Linked DNA regions of Gossypium hirsutum: region 2 is linked to region 1. The links are chromatin contacts, called in public Hi-C maps. All regions are on one chromosome and are shown on one strand. Each heading gives the region's core, a stretch centred on a gene start, on an enhancer-like site or on the middle of the called end of the contact. The rest is flanking DNA. Distances are from core to core; before and after follow the strand shown.

The links. Hi-C and Micro-C count contacts between places; a contact is called where the count stands out from the background.
Region 2: a Hi-C map of leaf shows a contact between it and region 1, with 2.8 times the contacts expected there. The contact joins the promoter of LOC107914749 here to the promoter of LOC107914753 in region 1. A contact is called at or near these places in 18 of 34 Hi-C or Micro-C datasets (anther, callus, hypocotyl and 3 more).

The regions. Positions count from the first base shown.
Region 1 is chrD10:26,166,974-26,171,290 of Gossypium_hirsutum_v2.1, forward strand. It overlaps LOC107914753, which reads right to left and starts at 1,870. Exons shown (of 3, transcript XM_016843776.2): 1 at 1,116-1,870; 2 at 778-927; 3 at 137-622. The coding sequence starts at 1,760. The coding sequence ends at 326.
Region 2 is chrD10:26,422,628-26,426,944 of Gossypium_hirsutum_v2.1, forward strand. LOC107914749 (probable xyloglucan galactosyltransferase GT14) reads left to right here and starts at 2,408. Exons shown (of 1, transcript XM_016843766.2): 1 at 2,408-4,317. The coding sequence starts at 2,675. The coding sequence ends at 4,228.

The DNA.
Region 1 (4,317 bases), core at 620-3,119:
CTTGTGGGTGGGCCTTTTCATGTGTTTCATGGTTTAGGGGGATATAGGAATAATATAATGCAATGTAACTACATTTTTTTTTTTGAATTTTGGAGATGAGACTTTTTTCTTCATTATTGGACATTGAAATAAAAATTCTGGCCAATACTGATGATGATTGTATTTTCTAGCATCTTAATGAACCATCAATCACACAATGATTCAAGTATCTAGTCATAAACAGAACCAAATTCACGTAAAGAAATTTGGAGGAAAAATTAAACTAATAAAAAGCTGCTCATAAGGAATGAGAAGTGGATAACTGAAATCCAGAATTAGCCCTCTTTCAAGTTGGGATCATAAGTTGATCTTCATTTCTCGAAAATTCAATGAATTGGATATCAAAAACAAAGAAGAGCAAAAATTCTTCACTCATCTTTTTCACCATTTTTGTCAACCTATCTTTCAACAGCTCCAGCAGTGTTGCTGAAATTAATCTGGGGTTGTCCAATATCCAGCTCCTTCGATACTCAAAGATCCATGTGTTGGGATCCATTTGTATTACGGAGGCACCCCATTTGCTTTGTACCCATGATGCATTTGCCTTTCTTGTTGTAATAAATCCATTCCTTCCATAGGACCACTGCAAAATTTTTTAAAAAAAAAAGAAGAAAATTTATGATAACATCAGCACTAGCAAATCCAAAACAGGCAGCAGCAATGACAATCAAATTGATCCTAAGGGTCCTTTTTATATTAATCAAAAAGAAAAACAAGGATAAGTAGATTGTCATTTACTTCAGTTACTCTGCCAGATAAGATAGTAAATGATTTGGAAGAAAACCCAGTAGTAAGCAATCCAGCAGTTTGCAAAGGCCACCCCCAAATCTTGACCTCTTCCATTGCCGATTTATACAACAAACAACGCGAATTTAGAAGCAAACTACCCTGCAATTATTACTCCAAAAGTTATCACGGTTTTTCAATCTTCATTAAAATATTTGTGTTGGACAGAGATAAAAATGGTAACAAGTAATTACACCCTCAAATATGTAGAAGATGCCCTCGAGTAACAGTAATAGGCCATAGGTTTTAAGCACAGAACTTGGGGAGAATTAAAAGAAAAAAGTTTGAACCTGATCAATTTCCCATACGGAATCCGTATTGCTGCAATTAGAAACCTTGAGATTATGAAATCCTTTCAACTCATTTTGCAAGAACCTCAATTTTCCATTCAAATCTTGCATAATTGAAGCCCTTTCACCAATGCTTCTCGCAACATCGCTTGTCAAAACAGGCTTCAAAAACCCACCTACACCCCAAGAAAACCCAACCTCCATTACGAAAACCAAATTCAAACCCATTAATAACTTCCAAAATACACTTTGGAAACCACCTTTTTTCCCCTCCTCTTTCTTCTTCTTTTTCTCCTTGTTTTCTCTCAAGTTTAATCTGGCAGTTGATTTAAGAGCCGGAGATTCCACCAAGCAACAAGAACTCGATGTGGATGTAATGGAAGGATCGAAAGAGATGGGAGAGTGGTTTGCGTATTTAGGCTTGGAAGCAGAGAGTTTAGTGAATGAACTCTTCTGAACGCTGAGGGGCATGAGATCGAGAGTGGCATTGATGCTGGCCAAACAGATTTCGCACTTGCAATTGGCGTCTTTTCTGCAACCAGGGAAGTAGCAGCTGTCTCGGGTTTCGGTACGGACATCATCTTCCATGGTAATGGTGGTCGATTTCATTGAAGAAGATGACGAACTCAGCTGGTGGTGTTTCATTGCTTCTTTTTGTCTCTTTAGGTAATTTCTCTTTGAAAATTGTGGTTAATAGTGTTAAATGAGATCTAACGGACATATTTTTATTGATAGGGTTTTTGAAATTTGAACCTTTAACGGTTATATCATGTGGGATATTTATTTATATATATGTTTTTTCATGAGTGATAATTTAATTTTTTTAGTAAATAAACTAGGGAAAGGGTTAATGCATTATTTACACATCCAATTATCACTTTGATACCTAAATATTCTTTTTTATATCAATTTGATGCTTGAAGTTTTCAAATTTTATACCCGATATCTTAAAGGCCGATTTTTATTATTTCTATTGCAAAAAAAAAGATAAACTACACTATTAATCACTTAACTAAAAAAGTTACAATTTGGTAACGAACGGTTTCGATTTTTTTTTCCATCACTTGACTATTAAGTGACATTTTTTTAGTTGGTATAATAACAATTTTAGTCCTTAGCTTTTGTATTTTCTGTCGATTTGATTCTAATTCTATATAAAAATTATTTTAAAAAGTCAAAATCATTTTAAAAATAGAAAATCATATAAAAAATTCTATAAAAATAAATTCTCTGATATGTTTTTGTTGAAGAACTAATATGTATGGGAAACAAAGAAAATTATCATTCAATAGAATCCAATGACAAATTAAAAATAATACAAAACAAAACAAAAGATAGATCATTACATGCTTATTTAGTGTTCCTCGAAATCAAATTAGTAACATTTTCAAGTTGAGTTCTATGCCCTTGAAGAACATCCTGAATTGATATTACAGAAGCTTGTAAAATCGACTTAGTGCCATTTTTTAAGAAAAAAATTACAAAATATACCACATAATTTCTTTTTTAACTCAATTCAAATTTCCAATTCATTCAAAACCCAAATTGTAAAAACAAATTATATTCTTTTTTTTTCTTATAATGAAAAAAAGCTATGTAAGAGACAAAAGAAGTAAAAATTGGAGAGCCAATAATATTGCTTATCGGAGACAGATGCACGATGTCATAATGAGGAGATATATATGACGTTATGACAACACGATGAGCAAGGGACGATGTCATGACGAGAGTTGTTGAGATGAGGCGACAATCTCTTAAGGCAAGAGCAGGGCGACACCATGACGAGGAGAGTCATGATGTTGCGTCAATATCTTACCTAAAGTAGTCGCATTTTATACTCCAAGTAGGACTTCTTCTCTCAATTAGACTCTAATTATTTCAGGGTTATTTTAGTATGATTAACCCTCTAATCTTAGTCTATTCAAAGGGCCTTCGTAACCTGGGTTCAAACATGCCAATCAGTAAAGATTTTTCTTTAAGGGCGACAAGATGTAACCGCATATGAGCTTCGGTGACAGTTTCGTGGTAATTATGGAGAGAATTCTATTCCCAAGTTAATGTTTTTTATTTGGGGTTTGGGTTTGTACGTTTAGTACATTTAGGTTTATTTTCTCCATATTGTACTCTCATTTGTTTATTCATTTAGTGAAAACCCGAAGCCTCTTTTTGTCCGTGGTTTTTATCCTCTCCGGAGGAGTTTTCCACTTAAATTATCTCTATGCCCAATTTCCTTTTCTCTTTTTCGTTACTGTTTGTTGTTTATACGAGTCGATACCCAACACTCAATATTTTTATTTTTTTCTATATTAATTTTTAAGATTGGGTATTGGATATTTCTATACATATAATACAAAGAGAAAATTTGGAGGGTTTAAAAATAAATTTTCCTCATTTTCTCTCACATTATTTACTTTTGAAAAAATTATCTACTTTTATATAATTTTTAATTTTAGAATTTTCTACATTTTTAAGAAAGAATTTCAAGTTTTTTATCATTATATATAATAAGGGACAATATTATTATACCAATTAAAAAAATGCCACTTAACAATCGGGTGACAAAAAAAAATCGAAAATATTACTGACTAAATTTGTAACTTTTTTTAGTTAAATGACCAAAATAAAAATTTTTCTATAGTTTAGTGACTAATGGTGTAGTTTACCCGAGAGTGTGTCACATTGCACAATTTCTATTTTATTTAAATAAATTCAAAAAATAGAAAAAATGAGAAAATTTTAAAAAAACTAAAAAATCAGAAAAAAAAGTTATGAAAGTTATAAAAAAATCAGAAATTTTAAAATATAGTTTTTTCTAAATAAATAAAATACAAAATAAAGAGAAATATGTAGAAAAGAATATAGAAAAAAACAATATATATATATTACATTTTAATAACCTTAAATGTTTTCTCTATTTGTTTCTAAAATTTCACTTTTTTGGGAAAAGAATTAAAAAATATTTTATTTTTTTAAAGATACACAAAATAAAAAAATGAAAATTCAAAACAATATAAGAAAAATAAAAATAGAAAAAAATTCAGAAAATGCCTCAATTTCTTTTTAAAAATAAAAAATAAATAAAATTTACAAAAAATCTAGAAATTATAATTTAAAAAAAAATATATATATATACATAAAATTCAAAGAAAGATTGAAAATGTTAAAAAAATGTAAGATATAAAAAAAATTGAATTATTTCTAG
Region 2 (4,317 bases), core at 1,158-3,657, 260 kb after region 1:
ATCTCACATTGCCTTTTATCTGTGGTCCTAACTCGCCACCATAAAAAACTTAATATTAGTAAGAAACATTGAAACAATATTTACCTTAACCACGTCATCCGTAATGCCTTTGGCACAGAAGTAGTTTTCTATCCTCCATAAGAAATTGTCAACATCGTATGTAGACCTTGTCCTCACAAACTCTTTCGGCTTGGAGACATCCTCGTTACTGAGTGCTGCATTCAGCATTCCTTCCCCCACGGTTGCTTGACACAAGGCCAACTTTCCCTCGAGCTCTTCTATTCTTGTGTTTAGAGCCATTGTCGTGGTCATTGTTTCCTCATTCAAAGCCATCACTATAGCCTCGAGAGCATCGTTCCTCTCCATCAGCTTATCTCTGTGTGAATTAAACAACTCGTTTACCTTATCCATGGTGGAATCAAGAGACATCTTTACATAATCTCTAAACTACTCCTTCTAGTTGTCTATATGATTCTTGACCCCATCAAGTGACTCATTTACGTCCTCCATGGATCCCTCGAGTTTACCCACATGTTTCTCTACTTTCGACAGCATCTCCCTCAAAAGGACTGATCTTTTGGCCCATATTTGTTCGAACTCTTCTTTCGACATCCCAACGGTGCCTTCGAACCAATAGCTCGGATACCAGTGGTCATGGGGCTAGATCTTTCGTCTCGCGATCCGTGTGACCTTAGGCGATCTGTTCGTCCAAACTCACCTAAGTCAGCTTTTACTCAAGTCAGACTTCTTTTAGAAGTCCTTCAAGGCACTAATTTGTATAGCGGAAGCGATTTATGCCAAAAGAAGCAACAAAGAACAACAGAAAGAACGCACACAAGGTGTTTGAGTAATTGCTCTCAATATTCTCTTATTCACAAAGAATAATGAAACAATGAATGGAGTAAGTACAAATGGGGGGCTCTCTATTTATAGTTGAGCTCCCCAAAAACTGACGGTCAAGATACATTTACATCGACAGATGAGAATAACTATATCTTTTAATTTTAGGGATTTACAAGATATGTCATATCAAATGTAATTAATCTTTACAAGATATGATTCTATCAATCTTTTAAGATTAGTTACCAAAATAACCTAAGTTGCCAAATCTTTATTATCGGGCCAACCAAGCTTCAATCTGACAGGCTTCTCCAACAGCTTACCGAATTGGGCCAGTTCTTGCTGGCCAAATGATCCCCATCTACACAATAGGCCTCCATTAGATGCATTTGGTGCGATGGTCATGGGCTTTGAACTGCGACCCATGACACTAACATGGTCTTAACATAATCTAAGCTTATACCACTAAGTATATCATGATTTCAAGTTCCAAATTCACTGACACTCAACAATGGTAGCTAGAATATAACTTAATAATAGGAAAAACTAACACTTGGGTTAGTTAAATTAAGCTTGGATGACTATGAATCCATAAAAAATTCAACAAAAATAACATGTTTACCTTGTGAATTTTGAACTGAAAATGAAGAAGAAACAAAAATTATTCTATTTCTTTGGAAAAGAAGAAAAATAAAATAAACTAAGCCCTTTTCTTATTTTATCTCTCCCACTTTTCAATCTCATATTCAACTTGTGGACTTTTTAGTTTAACTTTTCGGACAAATCGACTTAACAAATTCAATTTTAAAATTGACATGTCCAACAACAACGAAAATTGGGTTGTTGCAAATGGGACTCACCTCAAGTCTTCATTGACCTATAAATGCCACCTCTTCGAAAATCAAGAGAGAAGAGCATGCACATAACCTATACTCAAATGCAACCTCAACATCTTTTACAATGTGAACCACCCCACCTTTAGAACTAGGTTGAAAAGAAAATCGCTAATCAAAATATAAAGGTTAAAATGTGATATAATCCTTATACTTTTCGAAAATTAGAAATTTAGTCATTGTACTTGTATTTCTAGAAATTTAGTCCCTCTACTTTTCATATTTCAAAATTTAGATCCAACTATTAACATTGTTAGTTTTTTTTTTGTTAAATTGGTTGTTGTGACATTTTGAAATAAAAAAAAACTACTCACTTGGTAGCCATGTAATTAAAAAAATTATTTTAATTAACCTGAATTTAACAAAAAAATTAACAGTATTAACAATTCAACCTAAATTTTGAAATATGAAAAGTATAGAGACTAAATTCCTGAAAATAGAAGTATAAGGACTAAATTACTAATTTTTAAAAAGTGCAGGGACTAAAGTCATGTTTTAACCAAATATAAATGCATGAAAAAATCATTCAAGGGTTTAACCGTCTAATTCATTATCATTGCAATACCCTTTGAAGATACGGTGAGAGAAAACAAAAGAGTGGTGGCCCACCCGACAAAGTAACGGACCGGGCGGTCGCGCCACCAGTCCATACTTTTGGGCACGAATCCAGACGTGGAAGCTCCCTTTGTCCAACGACCAATGCGAGCATTTAATGTCAATGGGTTCCCTTTCAGTTTCACCATAAATCAAGCATCTCCCCCCTCCCTCAAGCCCCAGATCAAGGAAACAAGCTCTTCACTAAACAATCCACTGCTTCTCACTTGCTTTCTTTTCTTTTCTTTTTACTGGACTTCTCAAAGCATTCCCCAATTTCCTCCCTGTTTCCAGCTCTAGTTTCCAAGCAGTTTCAGAGGAAAGAAAGTAAAGCCTGTTTACCGAAGATGGAAAACCCCATCACTTCAAAATGCTGCAACCATCAGCCCTGGTTTGTCTTACTTGTCTTTTTCGTTTTCTGTATTGAGCTATTTTCCTTTGATTACTCTGGTTTTACTGCTAAAAAATCTGCCCTCGTCACTGTTTTGGATGATAATCATGGAAACGTAATCAATACCCAAAGTTCTTTACCTCATGATTTCACTGAAATTACCAATGCTAGCGTCTATCCATTGCCCAAAACTGATGAAAAGGGAGATTTGAAAGTGGGAACTGAGATCGATTCTTGTGTGGGGAGATATATATTTGTTCATGATCTTCCCAGTAGATTTAATGAGGATTTGGTTAACAATTGTCGATTGCTCACTAGGGGAACTGATAAAAACATGTGTCCATACTTGGACAACTTGGGTTTTGGTCCTGAAATTGAGAACCCTGAAGATGTTTTGATAAACAATAGCTGGTTTTTAACGAATCAGTTCTTGTTGGAAGTCATCTTTCACAATAAGATGAAAAGGTATGAATGTTTAACCAATGACTCGTCGATTGCATCGGCTATTTACGTACCCTTTTATGCTGGTCTTGATATGAGCTTGTATCTATGGGGTTTCAACACTACTGTGAGAGATTCTGCATCTCTTGGCCTTGTTAAGTGGCTATCAGAGAAGCCTGAATGGAAAAGAATGTGGGGTAGGGATCATTTCTTAGTTGCTGGGAGGATTGCTTGGGATTTCCGAAGACAAAGCGATAACGAAACCGATTGGGGCAGCAAGCTTCGGTTCTTGCCTGAATCCAAGAACATGTCGATGTTGTCTATCGAATCGAGCTCCTGGAACAATGATTATGCAATTCCATATCCAACATGTTTCCATCCTTCAAAGGACAGTGAGATTTTCCGGTGGCAGGATCGAATAAGAAGGCAAAACCGGCAGTATCTTTTCTCCTTTGCTGGTGCCCCTAGGCCTGAATATCAGAACTCGATCCGGGGCAAGATTATTGATCAATGCTTAGCTTCAAAGAGCCAGTGCAAGCTGCTGGATTGTAATTATGGTACTACAAACTGTGATAATCCGGTTAATGTGATGAAGGTGTTTCAGAGCTCAATCTTTTGCTTGCAGCCCCCAGGGGATTCTTACACAAGGAGATCGATTTTCGACTCTATTTTAGCAGGGTGCATTCCGGTGTTTTTCCATCCAGGTACAGCATATGCTCAATACATATGGCATTTACCAAAGAATTATACTGCATACTCGGTGTATCTACCAGTAAAGGATTTGAGTGAGTGGAAAATCAACCTCAATGAAACATTGCTTCGGATGCCAGAAGACAGAATATTGAGGTTGAGGGAGGAGGTTATAAAGCTCATTCCGAGAGTGGTTTACGCAAGTTCGAGATCTCGATCGGAGACTCTTGAGGATGCATTTGATTTAGCAGTTAAGGGAATCCTTGATAGAATAGAGAGTGTTAGGGTTATGATTAGAGAAGGGAAGGATCCTAGTATTGGATTTGCAGATGGGGATGATTATAAGTATACATTTTCTACTTATGGTAATGGTAATTGAATTTACTACACTAGAAATTCATTCGTAATGGTTTTTTTTTTAGGACAGAAGAAAGCCTAATTTTTTTTAAAAAAATGGTTGCATAAATA